2 separate regions of the Mus musculus genome follow, and region 1 is linked to region 2. The links are chromatin contacts, called in public HiChIP or PLAC-seq maps. All regions are on one chromosome and are shown on one strand. The core of a region is the stretch at or near the end of the contact, and the rest is flanking DNA. Distances in the headings are between cores, read along the strand shown.

Evidence for each region. HiChIP or PLAC-seq counts read pairs in DNA pulled down with a chosen protein or histone mark.
Region 1: a contact with region 2 is called in an H3K27ac HiChIP or PLAC-seq map of T-cell acute lymphoblastic leukemia, with 3 times the contacts expected there. The contact joins two enhancer-like sites. A contact is called at or near these places in 2 of 15 datasets of contacts at CTCF or cohesin (both in embryonic stem cells), 7 of 484 Hi-C or Micro-C datasets (bone marrow-derived macrophages, embryonic stem cells and extraembryonic ectoderm) and 4 of 115 datasets of contacts at active chromatin or transcription factors (T-cell acute lymphoblastic leukemia, cardiomyocytes and embryonic stem cells).

Annotation. Positions count from the first base shown.
Region 1 is chr15:95,978,755-95,983,468 of GRCm38.p6, forward strand. No RefSeq gene overlaps it. Among named protein-coding and RNA genes, the nearest start is that of Gm41389, 69 kb to the left of the region's middle. Within about 2 kb of position 2,072, at least 8 of the 459 cell types and tissues checked have an H3K27ac peak or open chromatin away from gene starts, as enhancers often do. A contact at or near this core is called in T-cell acute lymphoblastic leukemia, where this site is marked.
Region 2 is chr15:95,761,393-95,766,484 of GRCm38.p6, forward strand. No RefSeq gene overlaps it. Among named protein-coding and RNA genes, the nearest start is that of Gm6961, 12 kb to the left of the region's middle. Within about 2 kb of position 1,714, at least 12 of the 459 cell types and tissues checked have an H3K27ac peak or open chromatin away from gene starts, as enhancers often do. A contact at or near this core is called in T-cell acute lymphoblastic leukemia, where this site is marked.

The DNA.
Region 1 (4,714 bases), core at 822-3,321, 220 kb after region 2:
TCTTCAGTTGAGGGTCCCTCTTCCCAGGTGACTAGCACAGGGAGATGTCTGCAGAGTCCATCTCAGCCCTTGCTCCTTCCTATTCTGCCTGTTTCTTACCTGTCATGGAGAAGCCCCTCAGCCCCACCGCACCCTTCCACCATGATGCTTGGTCTCACACAAGCATGGGAACAGTGGACTCTGCAGACTGAACTGAAAGCACTGGAACTCAAACAACTCCACTCTCCCCTCAGGGATTACATCAGTGCAGCAGGAGGCCTGTGATTGGACAGGGAAAGGGGAAGCGGAGTTGCAGAGACAGAGAGCATCTCAGGGGGAGAGAAAAAGGCCAAGATGGAGGCGGACGTGAACCAGCATGGCTTTAACCAGCCACACGTAGTTATGATATCATAAAGGTTAGAATATTGGGATAATTTGTCTAATCTAGGAGGGCCAGTATTACTTGGCTTGATATTATTGTGTGGGCATCTTGTGTACTGAGAATTATTGATACATAAATCTGATCGGTTAATTATAAGGTTCAAGAGTTTTGCTTTACTTTGTTTCTGGAATGTGGGACCGCAGATGGTGGAGAGGAAACTAGAAGCTACAGGGACAAGCGAGCCAGACGCTGCAGGGGGCTAGCTGGAGTCGCCTGCAGCAGGAGCACGGGGAGGCCATGTGGTCTACCAGTTATGGTAGCACGGGAAGCCTGGCGGTCCACTTTTTTAATATTTCCTGCAACAGTGGTCTCACTCAGATGTTTTGTCAGAGGCACAAAACCCTAGCACGCCGTTCAACTCCGATATGATAACAACCTGTGCCCCAACACACTGGTCACATCCAAGGGAGCAGCTATGCCATGAGATGCTGTAAGCACAACACTGTATGACAAACTGATGCCCTATGACATCGCTTTCAGAGAAATCCAGTTATTTAGGAGGCCTCACCAATAAGGGCAGAAGAGATAATGATTTTACCAGATATATAGACCTTACATTAAGACACACAAAAAAATGGGGAAAAAAACATGCTAATATAATACCTGCTAAATCATGACCCTCCAGAGACACTCAAATGTCTGATAAAGGACCCAAAAGAATGATTTTTTTTAAGTCCAATGAGATCAGTAAAATACAAACAGTTAAATTGAAAGATGAAGCTGGTCATGAGTAAGAACATAGGCAAGAAATGGAGTTTGGTTTTTTTTTTGTTGTTTTTTGGTTTTTGTTTTGTTATTTTTTGGTTTTTGTTTGTGTGTATTTTTTGTTTTGTTTTTGGGTTTTTGTTTTGTTTTTGTTTTTGTTTTTCTGAAACAGGGTTTCTCTGTATATCCCTGGCTGTCCTGGAACTCACTCTGTAGACCAGGCTGGCCTCAAACTCAGAAATCCGCCTGCCTCTGCCTCCCGAGTGCTGGGATTAAAGGCGTGTGCTACCATGCCTGGCAGATTTTTTAAATAAGGATGCCGTTAAAAAAAAGAAATCCAAACCTGAGAATTCTGTGTTTCATATAATAATTAGTTAAAAGAATGAACAGCAGACTAGATCAAACAGAAGAAGCTCAAGTCTTGAAAATAGGCTTTGCAAAATAGCACCCAAGAAAGGGGTGTTGGGAACAAGAAAGAAGAGAGCACACAAGAGCTGCTGAACACCATGAAAAGGCCGGTCTTGTATAAGCAAATGTAAAGAAATAAAGGGGCATGGAAAACCCATTTGACGAACTGAAACAGGAAACATCCCTAGTCTTGGGAATGACACAGGTACAAGAGGCCTATAGAAGCTCAAATAGATACCACCAGAAAAGACCCTCACCGTGACAGTCAAACAGTCAGAAGTGCAGGACAGAGCACTTTAACTGCTGGGAGATAAAAATGCTAAGCCACTTAAAAGCAGCCCCATTAAGGTAACAGCAGATTTTTCTTAAGTATAAGTCCTATGCCAGTGATGCATTTCAGGTCCTGAAAGAAAATAAATGCCAACCAACATGGCTGTACTCAGCCAAACTACCATTTAGGATCAAAAGAGAAACGGGCAACATCCGAGTTAAACCACACTGCAGAAGCTAGTCTGGTGCCACACACCTGTGACCCCGGCACATAAAAGGCAGAGCCAGAGGATCTGCGAGTCTGAGGCCAGGCTGGGATACATAGTGAGAGCCTGTCAAGGCAAACAAATGAGCAAAAACCCTCGCTATAGATCAAGTAGGTTTAACAGACATTTACAGAACAATCCAGTGGCTCTAAAGGGCATATTCTTTCCACCAGCACCTAAACCTGGATGTGTCAGGGCAGGGGTTGTGTTGGGGGTGGGGTGACACCCAGAGGGGGGCTTCTCCTTCTCAAAAGAGAAGGGACAGGTGGGATGAGGAGAGGACTTGATTGAGGGGTACTGGGAGGACAGGAAGGGCTGACATTGGGTTGTAAAGTGAATAAGTAAAATTTTAAGAAAAGAAAACATGAAGCTACAAATGTCTTTATAATGTAAAGAAATGAAAGCATAGCATCAGATACTGTATCTTTCCTGATCACTGTGAGACGAAATTAAAAATCATAGAGAAATTTTGGAAATTATGTAAACATAGGTATGTAACAACACCCTTCTCGGGTGAACTGCATGTGTATTGAAAAATTACATGAGACAATGGAATGGGACCAAATGCCACAGCCTGTGGGCTGTGAACAGGGGAGGGGATTGCCTTAAGGGAAAAGAGACAGGACAACAGATTAAAGGGAGTTCAGAGGAGGAATACCGTGGGTGGAAGGGTTTGGACAGGGAGGGAGGCAAGGGACTGAGGAGATGAGACTGTAGGGATGAGAGAGTAGAAAGAAACCATGTGGAAAGGCAGATGGACCATCAGGGAGGTGACATACTGTTCTCCGAACTGACTAAAGACTCACTGCACCCAGACTCAGAGGAAACAGGTAATTTAACCCTGGCTAAGCACCCATACATGGGAAACTAGTCGGTCCATTGAGGAAATAGACTTCTGATAGTTAGCTAAACTTGCAAAATTGCTCGATAGTTAAATAAATCCTAGCAACTTGAGCTCAGTCCATGAATGAGACGTGATGAAAGAAGAGAACTGACACATTCAAGCTGCCCTCTGACTGGCATACATTGACCATGCTGCATGCGCCTCTCCATGCCCCTGATAAAGAAGTGATAAATCTGTAAGCTAATTAAAATAATTGATTCACATGGAGTTTGAAGTATGGACAAAAGAAATAGCATTTTTTTAAAGGGCACTCACTAGTAGAGTGGATCAAACTGCAGGAACTATTTGTTGCCTCCCATGAATGTACCTCACCACAAAATACAGACACTGCCTTAGGGTGAAAGGATGGAGACAGTATTCTAAGCAAATGGACTTACGAATACAGGAAGGCATCCCTGTTCTACTATCTCACAAAATAGATTTTAAACCAAAAGTAATGAGAAGAGATATTATGACTCTTATAACATATATGCCAGAAATAGGTTCACCAAATTTCATAAAGCAAATACTATTAGATATAAAGTCACAGAGTAACACAACACAATAATACTTGGCAAGTTCAATATCCCACTCTCAGCAATCGACTGGCCATCCTGACACGAATTAAGCAAACACCTGAATTAAGTGACATCGTAGATCAAATGCATTTAACCGGCGTCTACGGTATATTCCATTCAAACCCTACAAACTACACATCCTTCCAAGCCCCCAGAACTGTCTCTAAAATAGATTCGGACACAAAGCCAGTCTTAACAGATAAATGAAAATCGAAATGATTCCTTGTATTCTGTTGATCACAACAGAGTAAGACTACAGATCAATAGCAAGAGAAGCCCCAGAGCACACACGGATGTATGCATGAAGGTCAAACAACACACGACTCAACAATGACTCAGGCCTTTAAAAAAGCAAGGAGGAAATAAGAACACTTCTAAGATCAAGTGAAAATGGACATTATCACAAGCCTCAGCCTGTGGGGTACAGAAAGCAAAACTAAGAGAGAAGTTCATGGCTTTAGCGCCTGCATTAAGCAATCAAAGATATCTCAGACAAATGACTTAATTATATACCTTACATATCTGAGCAAAAGAACAAGCCAAGTCCCAGATCAGTCGACAAAAACAAATCATTACTACCAAGGCAGGAATGAATGGAATGGGGAGAAATAATCACTAATACAGAGAATTGGCTCTTTAAAAGGATGAAACGTGACAGACAAACCCTTAGCCAAACTAACCAAGAAAGTGAAGACATGAATTAAAAACTTTTATTAGATATGGAAAGGTAATACACACACACACACATATGCACACACAACTAAATTCAAAGATGTCGAGAAATGGATGAATCCCTGGAAACCTATGACCTCCACAATTAAGCCAAATGTGAGAAACAATTTAAGCAGATATGTACCAAAGAGTGAGATTAAAGGACTAATTTTAAAAAGCTATTATGGAATCAACCCTAGATGTCTATCAGCTAGTTGGTAATGAAAATGTGGTACATGTGCACAACGGATTTAAAAGATAACATTATGTAGTCCCAGTACATCATAAGATAATTTTAAAACGAAATTTTTGAAAGTGTTTCAACAGAGGTAACCAGGTTGGGTGGACAACACTGTTTCCAGAAAACATGAATTATTAAATGTGAATGTGAGTACTAGGCATGGTATATCTCTCTATGAGGTTTTGGTCAGGTAGGTGTCCAAAGCCTCCCAAACATAATAACTAATTTTTT
Region 2 (5,092 bases), core at 464-2,963:
ATCTATTCTTTCTTTTCCAGCCTGAAAACAGCAAAAAAAATTCATAAAAATTCGCCATCCTCTCCACCAGACCATTGGAAAGGAAGCCAGAACTAAACCCTTCTAGCATCAGGGAAGAAGGATACATTCATCAAAGCATTTGATTTTTCTCTTGAAAAAAAAATGCAAAGCCCAACTTGGGATGAGTCCAGGAGAAGTCGCCATCTGCTCCACCTGTTGTGGGAACAGTCGACCCTGAGCCCGTGCAGACTACAGTCCAGAGCTGGCCTTTCCAGAACTGCAGCAGCAAGTGTCCCTTGAAGGTTAACCCACGCTCAGGTTCCATCAAGTTCAGGGACCGGAACCTCCCACCTCCTTTTGTAAAGTTAAAAACAGACTGCTCACCTTATGCTCTTGGCTTGCGGATTTAGAAGAATGGTTTCTAAGGTTGCTTTGACTTTTGCCCTGAACTGGGATGTGGTAGCCCACCTTATGTGTGGGTGGGCCTCTCACAATTTCAGTTATAGGAGGGATGAGTTTATCATGGAAGATACTTACAGAAAGATGTGGCATTACTCACACAGCTGTGATGATATTGTATCCTTATATGGCTCTGATTTGTTATTCGCTGTTGCTAGTTAGTTACTGTGTTTAATTTGTAAATTAAAGATTATCAGAGGTACACATTCTTATGTAGGACATGTATAGTACACATAGGATTTGGTCATCTCTACACTTCAGGCAACATCTGTAGGTCTTGTATGCATCTCACAAAGATAAAGGCAGCTATGGTATGGAAGTTGCTTTAGTCAAATGCTTGCCCCCCCTTTTTCATACCTTATAAAAATTAGTAAAACATAGTAATTAGGGGACAATTTTCTATGCATGTGTGCATATATGTGCCTATGTGTATGAAATATTGGACATTAATCTCTGAAACTTCAGACCAAGAATAGCAAAGCCGCTTGACATCACGTGAACCTTGCGTCCTTTTGAGGAGCACGTCAGGGGAAAATGAGAAGAACGAATTTCAGTACAGTGCGTGTCTTTGCAAGGCTCTAAAGCACTGGTTCTCAACCTGTGGGTCGCGATCCCTTTTGGGGTTGAACGACCCTTTCACAGGTGTTGCCTAAGACTCTCTGCATACCAGATATATACATTATGACACATAACAGTAGCAAAATTACAGGCATGAAAGAGCCACAGGATACTTTTATGGCTGGAGGTCACCACAACATGAGGGACTCTATCAAAGGGTTGCAGTGTTAGGAAGGTTGAGAGTCGTTGCCAAAGAGAGACAGCAGCTTCACGCGGCAGAATTTTAATGTCAATTTTCGTGCTTTCTCACAAGCAGGGAAGTTAGTGAGAGGCATAAGCAAGATAATCTACAAAGGCAGAATTTTGTGGTTCTGTGGTACCCCTAAAACCAGTGTGTCACTGTAGGTAGACAATCTTGTACTTTTCCCCCCAACTTGCACAGACTAAATAGATACATGCGATGTGACCATGGCTAGGTGTGTTCACAGCGTTTATAAGGCTAGGCGTGTTCACAGTGTTTAGAAGCACTAGAATAGAAAGCAGACGACGACCTGATGGAGACTCGACTGCTAGTTGTTTTGTAAATCAGTTTGTCATTTTATTCCTTCTAGGGTAGAAATGAAAGAGAGGACATTGTCAGGGGTGGTCAGTTTAACCAGCGCTGTTCAAGGCTGACCACAAGGGGGCAGCCCAGAGCCGGGAATCAAGAGGTTAGCTTTGGTCCAGCTCAGCTGAGTCTCCGTGGTTATCTGAACTCCCTAGGTCTGTTTGCTCATCCTAATCAGGTCTCTCTCTCTCTCTCTCTTTCTCTCTCTCTCTCTCTCTCTCTCTCTCTCTCTCTCTCTCTCTCTCTCTCTCTCTCTCCCTCCCTCTCCCTCTCCCTCTCCCTCCCTCTCCCTCTCCCTCTCTCTCTCTCCCCCTCTCCCTCTCTCTCTCTCCCCCTCTCTCTCTCCCCCCCTCTCTCTCTCTCCCTCCCTCCCTCCCTCCTCTCTCTCTCTCTCTCTCTCTCTCTCTCTCTCTCTCTCTCTCTCTCTCTCTCTCTCTCTTATATTTATTCATAAGACTCTGTTTTTGAATGACTTGGAGTCCTGCAGACTCTTCATCCCAAGGTACAGTGGCTTATTTCAAGTGCACTGATTGGGAGAGCGGGAGCCCTGCGTAAATGGTGTAGGGGAAGTTAGCACTCAAATCCCTCCTTACTCCGGCTTGGATAGTCAGGGGGTGTGTCGGGTGTGGTTGGCTACTGGGTCAAGACATAGGCAGTCAAATTCCGTTCTGCTGACTCATTAGATGTTGCTGTCTCCAGGATCATAGCAGGTGTGTCTCTGTTCAGAGCATTTAGGCAGACTGAAGTAAAAAACTAATAATAATAAATAATAAATAAATAAATAACCAATCAGAAGGATGCTGGACGATGATTCTTTAAAAGCATCCTACAGGTCCTGTCTTATTGGTGATAGCAGAACATTTGGAGACAGGACGTTAAAGACCCTTCTCCTCTCCTGTGGCATAATACTATCTTGCAACATTAATTTCATCCATAAGAGCTGTTCAGTGGGTTTTAAAGAGAACTAGAATATTTATTTTTAATGGTTGCTCCTGGGCACGGCTTCGTGGTACACACTGACTCCAGAGTTATAATGTCTGAGTGCTGATCATGATACTGATTTGCCCAATCAGCTTGGCAAATCTGATCACCTGCACACTCCCCCCCCCAATCTCTCTCTCTCTCTCTCTCTCTCTCTCTCTCTCTCTCTCTCTTTGAGATAGAACATCATTATGTAGCCCTGGCTAGCCTGAAAGTCACTATATAAACCAGGCTAGCCTTGATATCACAAAGATTCTCTTGCCTCTGACTCCCAAGTGCTGTCACCAGACCCAGACAAGTGACCCATGACATCATTTAGCCCCAACATCATTATTATTGTCATTGTGGCACATCACGGTGTTAAAATGAAACTTTAGACATCAGTGCTCGTGTATTCTGTAAGCACAAAGTAAATTAATATCTGTTCCTGGTTGACCTGTTTTCAAACTAGGGCCATGGCCTTCCAATGTAGACAACCTGTTGATGGCCTTCCAATGTAAACAATCTGTTGATACATCGACAACTGTTACTCAGAGAGAAGAATAAGAGAAAGGACAGAGCACAGACTGCAGAGGAGAAGACTGAATGGAAAAGAGGAGGAGGGAGAGGAGAGGAGAGAGAAAAGGGAGGTGGGGAGGGACGAAACCAGATGACAGATGAACAAGGAACAGAAGGAGGGGAGAGGAGACAAAGAAAGGGGGTCCCATAAAGGAAGCCTTGGGGACATATGTGGCATCATTAGCAAAGTCCACTGTGCAATTCTGCATGTGTGGGGGCATGCTGTGTGAATATTATTCTCACCATATTATTTGAGTAACTAAGGAAACCCTGACTCTAAAGGACAGGCAGATGTTGTGAAAGGGGGCTCATGAGATGGCTCAGTGGGTAAAGGGTTCAAGTCCCAGCCTGACAACCTGAGTTCAACCCCCAGGTCCCTAACGGTAGAAGGAGAGAACTGACCCCCAAAAGCTGACCTCAGATCCCACACTCTGAAGATGACCCAGCCCCCGCCTAAATAAATAAGTAAATGTACTTTTTTTCAATGTTGTGAAGTAATAATAAAAGACACTTTTGAATCACGTCAGTGGAACTCCCTGGGAATTCAGCTGGATCCACGTCTTTGGCTGTTGTTTTTGAATCACTTCACTCATGTGAAACATTGTCTCAAGCAGGTTTTTTTGTCTCATTTTAAGGCTTTAAGGCTTAACAAGCAGCAAACTAAAAATATAGCTAAATGTGTAAATTGTCATTACAAATAATTGATAAAAAGGCTTCATAAAAGACTCTAATGGCCTATAGAACAATTTGAACAAATGAATAATTTGTAAGGACTTCATGCCTTGGTCATCAATGAATGCTTCGGGTAATTTCCGGATGTAAAATGGAAACAATGTAACAGAACGAATCCTTGACATTTGGAATACCGCAAGCAGGATGGGTACTGAATAAGTCATGGTTCAATCCCTCCGCCATTAACTGCTGGACTCTGTCCACTGCCGTCGAGTGCCAAGTTTTCCAATCTGAAGAACACTCACCAACTGTCTCTGCTCCTAGCACCTCTTCATTCCGCTTTAACTTGCCAGAATTGTGCATACCCTCTACCAGGAAGTCCAGGCACAGACAAAAGACTGCTAGATTAAAAATAAAATAAAATAATTCATTTAATAACATAATGGATGAAAGGTAAGCTTGGAAACCCAGGTCCTGAAGACCAAACAAACAAAAGTCTATGTTCATATGAGTAATATGTTCTCAGAGGATGTCTGTATGGTGATAGGAATTAGTGTAGGGTTAGTGGAATTTGCTCCCTCGTTTTAAGATCGATGATGGTAACAGACAGCATTCTAATAGGTGATGCCCAGGCAGCTAGGGAGGTCCACTTTTGCTCCCCATTGTGTCAAAGTGCTTCGTGGTTGAGATATAAAATAGCCCCTGAAAAACCCATTCACTGAAGACTTGGTCCCCAATGCCATATTCACAGGTGGGCTGTTGGAAAGTAACTGGATCGTGATGGCTTTCATCTAATCAAAGGATTCATTCATCTACCGATGGCGCCATAATCCATCAGACCTTTGGAAGGACTGCAACTGTGGAAGTGGGACCAGACTGGGGGCGTGGCTTCCTGAAGATGCCTCTGAGGATGTGTGGTTCCTGACCCAGAGCTCTGATTGGCTCTAAGCATCATGAAATTAGCATCCACCATCTTGTGCTCCCGGCATGCTGCTCTGCCTCACTAGAGTCTAAAGCAGACAGAGCCAACTGTCTAGGAACCGAATTCACAAGCTAAAACCTACCCTGTGGTGAGTTGTTTTCTCAGGCATGCTTTCATGAGTGAAAAGGCAATGGACATAGCACCCATCCTATAGGGAGAAACTTATATATATATAAAGTTTATATATATATATATATATATATATATATATATATATATATATATATATATATATGAAAACCAAGAAAGATATTAACTTCTGAGTGATGAGCTGT